Regions from separate parts of the Sus scrofa genome. Here region 1 is linked to region 2. Evidence: chromatin contacts called from public HiChIP or PLAC-seq data. All regions are on one chromosome and are shown on one strand. The core of a region is the stretch at or near the end of the contact, and the rest is flanking DNA. Distances in the headings are between cores, read along the strand shown. Region 1 has its middle 89 kb from the start of PRDM1. Region 2 overlaps LOC110260408 (a long non-coding RNA gene).

Region 1 (5,948 bases), core at 1,501-4,000, 130 kb after region 2:
ATTTTCTTCCTCTATTTATCTATGTAGCTCACTGTCTCACCTCCTTTCGTGTCTTTGCACTAATGTCACCTTTTCAAAAAAAAACCAATTGAGCAGCCTAAAATCACACTCCCCCATGCATATCATGTTTGTCTACTGTCACCTCCTTCCACAGAAACTCCACGAGGGCAAAGATCTTAGTTTTGTTTCCCAAGGTATGCTAAGTGCCTAGGTCAGGGGCTGGCACACAGTAGTGTTAAATGAATGAATCAAGTGTGGCTGAAATGTGAAGTCAGGATAGGAAGTGGAGAGAGGTGAAGCTGGAGTGGTGTGCAGAGACGTGCTGTGGTGAAGAGCTGAGATTTTTATCTGGTAAGTAAGGGGAAGCCATTAAAGGTGAGTGGCACATTCAGATCTGCTTTTTAGATAAATTGCTCAGGGAAAGGATTTGAAGGAAATGATAATGGCAGAGTCTTAGAGTTAAGAGGCTGCAGCAGCAACTGAGCTACAGCATAAGAGGAAAGTCCTATGTAAGAGCCGTAGAAACGAGAAAAGAAGGGAGGGGACCTGAGCCATAACTAGGAGGTTAAATCAGGTAGGACTTGATAACTGACGTAAAGCAGAGGGAGAGAGAAGAGTAGATTCAAAAATGATGATGTGAAAAAAGAATATATGTAAATGTATAACTGGGTCATTTTGCTTTATAGTAGAAATTGACAGAACATTGTAGATCGACTATAATTTAAACATTTCAAATTAAATAAATAAATAAACGAAGAAAAAAATACATAAAAGCTAACTGCTTATACAAACAAACAAAACAAAAAAGACTCTGCATTTGTATCCTGGGCAACTAGGAGGTTGAACTCGGTGAGGTCTAGACTATGGAGAAGGAAGGAGCAGGGTGTGGGGTGAGTCACTCCATACATATCTGTACCTAGTGGCCCCAGTGTCATTTGCGGAAAATTTGGAGCTCAGGAGAGAGGTTTAGATGACAGATATTCTTTCTCCTTAGTGAAAATTACATTAATTTTAAAAGAAAAACAACTTTCCTCTCAAACATCCACATTTACTTCCAAAAACAGCAGGAATTAAAACACAGCTGTTTCATAATTTTCCAAACCTATGTAAATATCTGATTTTCTTCTCCCAGATAGCAAAGAGAATGTGATTTCTGTTATTATTTAATTGACTTTTGCTCCAGACTTGACTTTTTGTTAGGAGATTTTCAGCTAACTGCCCAGAGGAAATGATAATCCCTTACCTCTCAAAAGTGACCATGTTTGGTGGTGGAATAAGTACTGGTATAATACAAAGAACATACCCTCTCATTTTGTAAAAGTGTAAGGGGGAAGTTAAAGAAATTCAAAGGCAATATTATATATTCAAAACAAATTTGAGGAAATACTTTCAAAATGATATGTAATTAGTTAGTGGAAGTGACTATCACAGCAAACGATTGAAACAAATTGCTTTATGAGCTTTCCCTTCTACCCCGTCAAACCTCTATATGAGTATAAAGCATAGAAGAAGGGATAACACTATATTGTCACCTAAAATTACAAGCAGGAGGAAGTGGAAATTGTTTCACTTCAATAATAGTAATAATAATAATTTATTGAGCATTTACTTTACGCCAGGCAATTGTTCAAGCTTTACCTAAAAAAAAGAAAAAGGAAAAGCTTTACTTGGTTTCTCCTTGCCCTGTGACAGGAACAGACAATAAAACAACAAAACAGGACTGAGTTGAGCAACTTGCTAAATATCACTTTGCTATCAAGTGGTGGAGTCATCTTAAAAGAGAGAGGGAAAAAAATCTTTCCTCTTTCCAGATTCAATTATTAGCTGCAACTTATCTTGACCAGTTACAGATGGGCACTGGGAAAGCACTCTATGTGAGACGGTTTGACTGCTTCACAGGTTGCTGCTACACCCAGGACATAGCAGGTCAGACATTTACAAATACCTGTTAGGTATAATAACTTTGTTTCACAAATATGAACAAAGGAATGGGCTAAACCCATATTAGTTGATCAGAGAATGGTTTCCACAGTGTGTTAGTGATAATGTAACTGTTTTCAATATTCTGAAATCCTTTTTCTTTTCTTCTTCTTTTTTTTTAAATCTTTTTTTGCCCTGCCAGGCATGTGGAAGTTCTTGCCAGAGACTGAACGAGAGCCATAGCGTGACCCAAACTGCTGCAGTGACAACGTGAGATCCTTAACTAGCTATGCTGCAAGGGAACTCCTGAAATACTTTCTTTCTTAAGGTGAACTTATGACTTAGGACTCTGGGGAGAATATTTTTAACCTAATAGAGGGTAACTAGCTGTAGTCATAGACAATAAGTGATAATAGGAGGTAAGCGTCCCAGCACTCACATTGGGTAGTCAGCCAGGCCTAGGTTTTACAGACTTCACAAGGTCATTCCTCAGCCAGTGCAGAGCTCTCTCCCAACACTTTTGCTAAACTGATTCCAGTCAAGTCACCCACGGATTAGAAGTGAGATGGCAGCCATCATCAGTGTGTTTTTTAAACCAGTGCTGCTTCTTAGGTTGCATAACAAGCTACCATTGGTGGTCCTTTACTTAATCAAACCTAATAAACTACAAGGAAGACTTTCCTCATCAAAACCAAGTTACCAAGTCAGCACTCAAAAGACGAAGCTCTGACTTGCTACTTTTGATTGGGACGCGGGGCGTCCTAGTAATTCGCAGAACTTTGCGTGTATCCGTCAGCTCAGTTTTACCCTGGAAAGGCAGGAAACACCGGTTCCTGGCCCCTCTCCTTCCTGGGAATAGACTTGGGGGTCAGCGGCCCCTCCCCCCCAAGCAGTGCAATCCTTATTTCTTCAGAATGCCAACTTTTTGTACGGGTGACCTCAAAATCCTTTTTAACCCTCCACCCCACGCCAACGCTCGTGTGTAAATCCCAGTGCAGAAAGTGAAAGTGGGCTAGGGGCCTGGCTGCTGTTGCGGAACGCGCGCTGGGGGTGAGGGCGGGTCTTCAGGACGTCCTCCCGTCACGTGACGAGCGGCCGCCCAATCCCAGCGGGGCCGTGCCGCGCGCGCCGACTGGGCCGGGGAAGCGCTTTTCTGTCAATGAAAGTTGTCATTCAGGCTGCTACAGACTAAACACAGTGTAAAGAGGGCTTTGCACCTCTTTCAGGTTTAGGTCCTCCTTCCCACCCCCCGCCCTGTAGATGTGGAGAATCCGACGTCCCGAACTCGGGGTTCCCGGACACTGTGCACAATCCCTTTCATCAGACGCTAGCTACCTACTTAATGCTGGAAAGAGCACTTCCTTTTAGGTGTAAGTCTCCAGGTCGGCCCAGGAAGGACTTTGGCCTCAGTTCTCTCTGGTTTGTTTGCTGAGAAAGGGGCTAGCTCCTTCCTCCAAAGCAGAGGAGTATAGTGATGATTAGAAAGAGTCTGAAGTCTTTGGGCCCCAACATGCTCCCGAGGAGTCTGTGGTCGCCACATTTACTCATTTGAGAGTGGGGAACCTGTGAGTCTCTGAAAAACATCAGATTGAGTCAGAGCTCAGCCCTTCTTTTACAGTATTTCAAATGACTTTGAATATTTTCTCCACTGGAATCTTTATGCTCAACTCAGATTTAAAGAACAATTTAAAGGAACCGGAGTCCTGATGGATAGTTTTGTCCTTTCCAAGAATTCTGGGAGGCTTAACTGTAGCTTCACGGTTTTTACCCCCAATATTCACCGCGAAACAAAAGTTAGCTTTCCTGAAGTCAATAACAATAGGAGAACTGGTTTAATCCACCTCTGAGTAGGCAACCCCCACCCCCAAGTCCTCCTTCACACTCCAACCTGCCCCTAGGTATGTTTGTGTAATCAGAGACTGATTGTAGCTGCCTCGCCATTTCTCCTGGGAAAGATTAGCTTGCATTCATTGAAGTTGCTTGTTTTCTAGATTTATCTAGGCGAGCAGAGAAGATGCCACTCGGAAAATAGCTGGGTTTCCTGCACGACGTCTTCAGGAGCTGGCTGAACTGCGCAGGTGTGCGGGTTTTGATTGCCATGCCGAGGGCGACGTTGAAAGGTCTTTAAAATGTTACGTTTGCGATTTTAGGAAATAGATTTTCCAAGAATCAAGACTACAGTGGCAAAAAATATTTGGGCCAGGATTTTAGTGAAGACACTCACGCCCAGTGTTAGTAAGAAGTGTGGTGATTTGGGGTTTTGCTCTTTGGATCCCTGCTTAATCTGAAACCCCGGCAGTGCTGATAGGTAACTCTCCTGCATTCATTCGTCGGTATTTTAAAACGGTTTGGAAAGAGGGACGATAGGATTGATTCGTACGGTTTGTTTGAAGAATAGAGTTCCCGTGTCACCAACTTGTAAGGGTAAATGAAACCCAGAGTCGGATACAGTTTATTTTTGGATTGTTGTAGTTGCCGAATTTATGAAATGTGAAGGGGAGCAAGGATAGCTGCGTTAGTTGAACCAGGGAAGGAGCGTTTTTACTCTCCAGTCACAGAAAATCTTCGCCCAAAGTTTTAAAAGGCTTTGGGATTGTGGCGGGGGGGTAGGGGGGTGGCCTAGGATCGGGAGTGGCTCCGGGCTTGCGGCTCTCAGCCGGCCTGCGGTGGACGCTGTTGAGAGTGGACTGTCCACCGGAGACGGCGTAGGAGGCCGGGGGGTCCAGGTAAGATGCGGCTAAAGTTGGGATCTCGCTCGGGACAGGCTCTCCCCCCGGGGTCACTGTTGAAGGAGCAATTTCCACGGTGAATTCTACGGAGCTCAGCGTGTGTGCAACTATCGGCTCTCGATTGGATTACATGAGCCTAAAATTGCGTAATTAAAAAGAAAAAAAAAAAAAGCCCGCAGCGAAGCTTCCGTTGGAAGATGAGCAGGGACCTGACGCCGCGCGGAGATAGCTTCTCAATTAGGCACCTTTCCTCTTGTGCTCGAGCTTCTTCCTCTAGAGTCACTCCCCCTTCAAAAAGGGGGGTGAGGGAATAAGAAATGTTGTGTTCCTTTGGACGAGATGAGAAGGAAAGAATTTGGAGTCCTGAATCAGGTCCAGAGGACTCTTGACATAGGTTGAGTTGTCATTTTGTCTCGAGGTCTGCGGGTCTCCGGGACAAGTTTCCAGAGAAATCCTTTCCCGGATGCCCCTGAGGTCACAAGCCTCAGAACTTCCTAAGGGTAGCTTTCTCCTAGCAGATTTCGCGGCTCGGATGACCGGTGTATACACTGGTCAATTGCAGCGCGCGTGTCGGAGGGTGCCTGGGGGACGCACTCCCGCGTCCGGGTGCCGGGTCACGCAGTCCGCCAGTCGGGTGACACAGTGGGCAGGTTTAAGGAGCCTCCTTAGACCTCGGAGCATACCTAAAGCTTGATTATTGTTATTGATTTTTAAATTATTTTTATTTTTATTTTTTGGCCAGGAGAGAAGAGGGCCCCTTGTCGAGAGGATTAGAGTGCGCTTTTTCTCCCACCGAGCTCGCCGCCTAACTCCTCCGCAGCCGCGCACTTCCCTCTTCCCGGTTTTGAAAGCCAGAAAGATGAGTCAAATTCAAACGCTGCGGAGTAACAATCCGAGCTTCCTGCCCAGTCTCTTCCTCCTTCCCTTAACCCCCTACCCACGTTCGTTTAGGTCCTCCGTTCGAGGCGCGTCTATAGGTTAGCCTTGAGAGGAAGAGGGTCTGGGCAGGTGCCATCAGGAGGCACCTACCCTGTGTTGTCATTTCTCTTAGGGGGTCAGTGAGCCACCGACTGCCTCTCCCCTTGATAACCCGGCTGGGCACGTGAACTCAGCAGTGTGGGCACTTGAGGAGATGGTCGGATAGGGGGGTGGTTTCTTTTTTCCTTTTGCAGCAGAGCCTTCTAAGAAAAAAGCGTCTTTAAAAAGTTTTAAATATTTTGATATATATAGAAACGAAAAACAAAATTTCCAAACGGGAGGCGGGGAAACAAAAGTCTGAGGTGTTTCTCCTCAACGGTT
Region 2 (6,182 bases), core at 969-3,468:
GAACACCACACTGGAAACTCTATTAAATATTTGACCGCTACTGTGTACCCTTGGTGCCTAGAACACACCTGGCAAGAGGGGAGGTATACAGATACCATTCTAAGCCAAGAAAACTCTAAGGTGAGGCTTCCTGATGCAGACCTCAGTTTTGCCTTGACCTTTGCTCAAATAATGTAAAGACTTGATGAGAAGACTTGACTGTCTCTTGTCAGTGTCATGCCCCTATCCTGTCCTACACACGAGTCCTAGAGTGACAGCAATTAGAAGCAGGACCCAAATGCTGTCCGGGACCTTCAAGAGTTACAGATTACAAAGGTGTAACTCTTTATACCTTTTGATAAAAGTGAGAGCAGTGTGGGAGGCAGGGAGCTTTATTTTCTCACATTAAAACACAAGATAAGCCTTTCAGGGCCTCCTAATCAATGATATATTGAGGAACTATGGCTTACAACTTTCGAGGCAAGTCTATAAAGAAGTGGTTTTTTTCCTACCAAAAAGATGGCTGGGCGATTATTGCCTGAGTACTCTCAGGCCAAAAGGAAGGAGCAGGCAATGTCAGTTTTAAAACAGCTTATTCTTTACACAACACAAAATTCCCTATATCCATGGACACTAGCAAATATATTCTGGATTTCACTAGTTTGTATTTTTCAGACTCCCTTCAAGTTTTCAACATCACTCATCTTTAAAGAGGATTATGATGAAGCTTGACTTGATCAATGCCCATGCTGTGCCCCTCTTTGAAGGGAAAGCAGAATTATCACTGGTCCCTTCTCCTAATTCAGAACTTGCCTCTCCAGGGGATCCAGAGGTTTCCATGCATCTGTGGAGCCCCAAGAAATCTGCATTCTATTCAAAAGAACAACAACATGGCATGAAGTTTTTGTGAATATAAATAAAACATTATGTAATGATGAACCAACAATAGTAATAAGCTCTGTAACACAAAATAAAACAACAGCAGCTGCAGCCTGGAACAGGTGGTGAGGAGCCCTACCAGAAATCAGAAACAGACTTTGTGCCGAATCGAGGCCTGGGAAACCCGCCTCCATCTCTGTGACTTGGCCAGCAGGAGGTCTGCCCCTCGGAACAACAACCAGCACAAAACCAAAGAGAGATGGTGGTAGGAAGAATGTTTTGATCCATTTTCCTTTCCAGCATGGCCAGCTGCACTGGGGGACATCTTCGAGGGACTGGCCTCTTTGCAGGTCCTGGCACCATCAGTGACTCCAGCCACTGTCTCAGCACACAGTCCTGCACATGCGCAGGTCCTTAGCAGAGTTATTTCCAAAGACCTAGTTTGGCCTGATGTTTCCAGCATCAGCTCTGGTGTCCATATACCCAGGTAAGCAGGGCAGGGTAGAAAGTCTGCAAGGTGAGTTCCTATGTAGAAACCAGGAGGTCATTGCAATGGACTTAAGATAACAATAATGTTAATCTTCTCTTTCGACTGTTATATTGTGGGGGTGGCAGGAGTGTCTTTGGGTCAAATGTGACAGATAAGAACAATTAAGTGTTGCAAAAGTTGGAGAAGGAAGGTTCTCCCCATAGAGCTTAAGCTGTGATAGTACAATGCAATTGCAAAGGGTATCACGTTTTTCATTTGACTTATTTTTTAAAGCTTTAAAGAAAATGATAAAAAAATGGATTGATTACAGATGCATTTAGTGTCATCAACTTTAGCAAAAAAAAAAAAAAAAGAAAGAAAGAAAGAAAGAGGAGCTGATCATGTAGTAGCGGCAAGTAATAAGCATGATTAGACCCTTTGATAACATCACATTTTAAAGCCATTTACTTTTCCCTTGTTGAGTTATTGAATAAGCAGATCCTTGGTAATCAACTCTTGAAGCACTTTTTTTTTCAGATGGGGTTAATGTACTCACAGGCAAGAAACTGACATGCTTCATGGGCAAGTCTGACAATCCAGCTGGCCTGCAGAGTAACAAACGCAGGAGTGACAAGAGCAATAAGTTCAGCTGGCTTCTTGGGGGGGGGGCGGGGGGGAGGTGCCATGCAGACTGCACTGGATGACACAGATTCATGTGTACGTGACGTGTGAGGGCAGATGAGGAATGACAGACCCAAACCCCAAAAAGAAAAGGCAAGAAATATTCCCAGCACTAGTAGAACCAAGAGTTCTGACACAGCAAGTTTCCTTCCTCCTTCACCAAGGGCTCCCTTGGTCATTGAATCGTGTGAACAATACATTGCTCTTTGGGCCTCTGAGGGATTCTCCTCCTGCCAAATAAGGGAGAATAGATACTCTAATGATAATAGTGAGCAGCCATGCTGACGGTCTGCCTCTGCTGGATTTGAAGGAGGAAAGGCAAGAGAAGGGGAGAGAAGAGAGAAGAGGAGGAGGGAGAGAAGTTGTTCCAAAGCCATGCTGGACCACAGCCAATTCCTAACCAAAAACCGGAAAATCCTCCTTGAAGATAAAATCTTCACGTGAACTCCACTTCCCCAGCTCTCTTCCATTCCTCTCCCCTCTCTTACCTTCATTTTCCTCACAGCGTATTCTCTTCCTTCTCTTCCCTTTAGAATCACCCAGCAGAGTTGAAATGACTTAAAAGCAACCCCCGAACCAAAACTTTTACATATAAATCATCTTAGAAATTCAGAGGCAAAAATAATACATATAAGAATAGAATGTCGAGGCAAAAGGAATAGGGAAAGCGTAATTGCCAGCTGAAGCTCTCACAATTATGCAAATCAAGCTCCAGATGAAATTCTTGGTAGACAAAGTGAAAAAAGAAATCCAATTCCATGTTTTTTTATAGTTCATGTCAGGACTAGGAAAAATGGGAAACTAATTCTAATCCTCAAACTCTGCCTGACTGGCTATATTCTTCAGTGAAACTGTATTTTCCCATCTGCCAAATAAGAAGTATACCTACTTTTATATTTTATAGTAATAGATACAGTTACAAATAGTGAGATATTGTATACAAAGAATTTATCTTATGAAATAAGCAGTATATGTTTTTCCTGGTGGTTTGGAACCAAAGAAAGCACAGCTTGGATATTAAATATGAATAATCAAACCTGTAACCTGTTTATAAAGTAAAAGATCAGATTTATACTTCATTGAAATCTGGATTTGTGTAATTGCTGCTGGGGGTTTTTGTTTGGTTCATTTTGCTTTTGTTTGCTATAACTATTTGATAGAGTAGGATTTCAACTCCATCTACTAACTCCGGTGGAGATTTAATAGAGGTAAATTATTCCACAGTGATTATGGGAGCACGTTAATTCATTTAATATTTGGGGAGGACTATGAGTAGCTACTAGAGAAAATACCTGACTAGTCTCCAGAGATAGAAAGGATCCGTTCTAGATTCCCATTGCAAAATCTTCCTAAATTTTCTGGCAGTCAGAGTCTAAAAAAGAAACAAAGAAAACTCTGTTGTGGCCTATTTGTGTATCAACCCTACCCAAAAAGAAAATTCAATGGAGAATACCCAATCTGAATCTTTGCTACTTATATGCCTTGAAGCAGCTGGCACCTCATTTGTTCTGTTGTGTCTGTTCTTATACAACTAAGATTGACATTACAGTGACAGATATTATAAAATTATTATAATTTATTATTTCATTTTATTAGGTATATTGCACAAACCACAGAACCTCAAACATGGGCACTTAATTATCAAAACAATAAGATGAAACAGGAATAAAAAGTAAAACTGCTAGAAAGAAGAAAATTATGAATTGAAGACAAAATGATAATTTACTAAGAAAATCAACAGGACATAGAGAACAGACTTGTAGTTGCCAAGGCGGAGGGGGAAGGGAGTGAGATGGACTGGGAGTTTGGGGTTAATAGCGCAAATTATTACATTTAGAATGCATAAGCAATAAGGTCCTAATAATAACTGGAGAGTGTACATCCAATCTCCTGGGATAGACCATAATGGAAAAAAATATATTTTTTTAAATAGGAGTTCCTTTCGTGGCACAGAAGTTAATGAATCTGACTAGGAACCATGAGGTTGTGGGTTCGGTCGCTGGCCTTGCTCAGTGGGTTAGAGATCCGGCGTTGCTGTGACCTGTGGTGTAGGTTGAAGACACGGCTCGGATCCCGCGTTGCTGTGGCTCTGGTGTAGGTCAGCGGCTGCAGCTCTGATTGGACCCCTAGCCTGGGAACCTCCATGTGCCGCGGGAGTGGCCCTAGAAAAGGCAAAAAGACAAACAAACAAACAAAAATGTATAGAGAAAGCTTCCATGCCTGCCCACCTGCATCTCTCACAAGCATCCTATCTTAATAAATCTATTTCTTGCCTAAAATATATAAATAATGATTTTAAAATGTATACATATATATGACTGAGTCACTTTGCTGTACAGCAGAAATTGGCACAACACTGTAAATCAATTATACCTTAATAAAAAGAAAAAAGAAATCAATGGGAAAGTAATAAAAGTAAGAAGGTAGTTTAGAAAATTGGCTGGATTCATGATAACTGTAAAAAAAATTTATAAGATTCCTATATACTTTAGAAAATTACTGCTTAGAAAATATAAGGGGAAAAACTTTTCCTTTCAAAATTGCAATAAATGATAATCTAATGCAGAGAAAACCCTAACCAACTGCATAGCCATATTAGTCAACACTAAATTGATTTATTTATGAATACGAATTAGCAACCATGGGTGGAAAATGAGCAATAGAAAAAAAAAAGAAAATGAGTAATAGAAAGACAAAGACCAAGATAAACAAACAAAAACTGACCCCAGAAGAAAGAGAGATCGTTTAAAGAACCAAGGAGAACTTTTTGAAACAGTGATTGGCAGTTGGACATTTAATGTCAGGGCCACTTTAAAAAAAGGAGCAGTTAGAAAACATTGTAGAGCTTCATAAAATAACAAATATGATTGTCAAAATAAAACAGGTAGAAACTAAAGAGTAAATTAGGTGAGCAAAGACTAAATTGGTATTCCAGATAGTCAGTTCAGACATTATTCCAGCACTTAGAGCAAAAAAAAAAAAAAAAAAAAGTTAAAAGAGCTAGATATGAGAGAAAAGGTCATGAGTAGGAAGATACATCTAAGGAGTCCCTTTTCCATTTAAGGGAAAGAATATACACATAGTAAATAATAAAGCAAAAAAAAATCAAATAAATTTCACCAAGATGAGGACAATCACATGTCCTGAGAATGAAAGGGCTTTACAAATGAGGGAAGTGATAAAATATTAAAAAGATCTACTCTTCCATATAAGACTGTGAAGTTTCAAAATTGTTTAAAGAGAAAATTCTACTGGGTCCCAAAGAAAGTAAATGGATTACCTCTAAACAACAACAACAACAACAAAATGAGAATCAGACTGACATCAGACTTCTCATCACCACATTAAATGCTAGAATGAGAAGCAAGGCCTTGAATTTTCTAAGGGAATTTATTTGTCTCTAAAAAGACAAATAAATTACCAATTAAGGGTCAATAAAGACATTTTTAAACATGCAAGGACTAATAAATCTTACCATCCAAGAATCCAATATGAATACATTATTCAAGGAAGTATAACAGCAACACCAAAAGTGATTTTAAAACAAAGAAAATTACAAGAGAATCAAAACATTAGTGAATGAATATGACCCAGGAGGAGTAAAAGGAGCTGAAAATAATTAAAAGAGCGTCCACTGGACCTTGACACTTAAGACCGTTTATTCTGAGCAACAAGATTTTCAGAGCAACAAGATTTTCAGAGACACAGGATTAACTTTCCTTCAAAATGGGCCCAATCATATGACTTCATATTTGCTGTTGCAGGGGACTTAAATTTTTAGAAGTCTTTAGAGTAGTAACAGAAGAGCTTCATTTTATTAAAGGAAAAAATGTAAATGACATAAACCTTGACAATTTAAAAATGATAAAAATCAGAAGTTGAAGCAGGAAAGGGAAGTGAGAAGTAGTAAAATGCTCTTGATTCCTCATGGGGGACGTAGCATGCATTAGAAAATGATAAAGCAGGAAAGAAAGTTCAAGTGTGACTATGTAGGGTAATGAAACAGTGAGCTTTCTTGATCAAAATGGCCACATGAGGACATGCCTCTCTTCTCTTCCAAATGCAAGAAAACATAAAGGAAACTGAAAAGGTATAAGCCCACTATATCAAAGAGAACTAAATAGGAAAAAAACTGCCAGAACAGGAGGGCTTTTTAAAAGTCTCTGAAAAATGG

Evidence for each region. HiChIP or PLAC-seq counts read pairs in DNA pulled down with a chosen protein or histone mark.
Region 1: a contact with region 2 is called in an H3K27ac HiChIP or PLAC-seq map of alveolar macrophages. The contact joins two enhancer-like sites. A contact is called at or near these places in 2 of 47 Hi-C or Micro-C datasets (both in skeletal muscle) and 2 of 2 datasets of contacts at active chromatin or transcription factors (alveolar macrophages and skeletal muscle).

What each region holds. Positions count from the first base shown.
Region 1 is chr1:72,217,276-72,223,223 of Sscrofa11.1, forward strand. No RefSeq gene overlaps it. Among named protein-coding and RNA genes, the nearest start is that of PRDM1, 89 kb to the right of the region's middle. Within about 2 kb of position 2,751, at least 57 of the 83 cell types and tissues checked have an H3K27ac peak or open chromatin away from gene starts, as enhancers often do. A contact at or near this core is called in alveolar macrophages and skeletal muscle, where this site is marked.
Region 2 is chr1:72,084,468-72,090,649 of Sscrofa11.1, forward strand. LOC110260408 (a long non-coding RNA gene) reads right to left here. Exons shown (of 8, transcript XR_002343654.1): 6 at 3,301-3,380; 7 at 1,884-1,932; 8 at 1,299-1,383. Among named protein-coding and RNA genes, the nearest start is that of PRDM1, 220 kb to the right of the region's middle. Within about 2 kb of position 2,219, at least 4 of the 83 cell types and tissues checked have an H3K27ac peak or open chromatin away from gene starts, as enhancers often do. A contact at or near this core is called in alveolar macrophages and skeletal muscle, where this site is marked.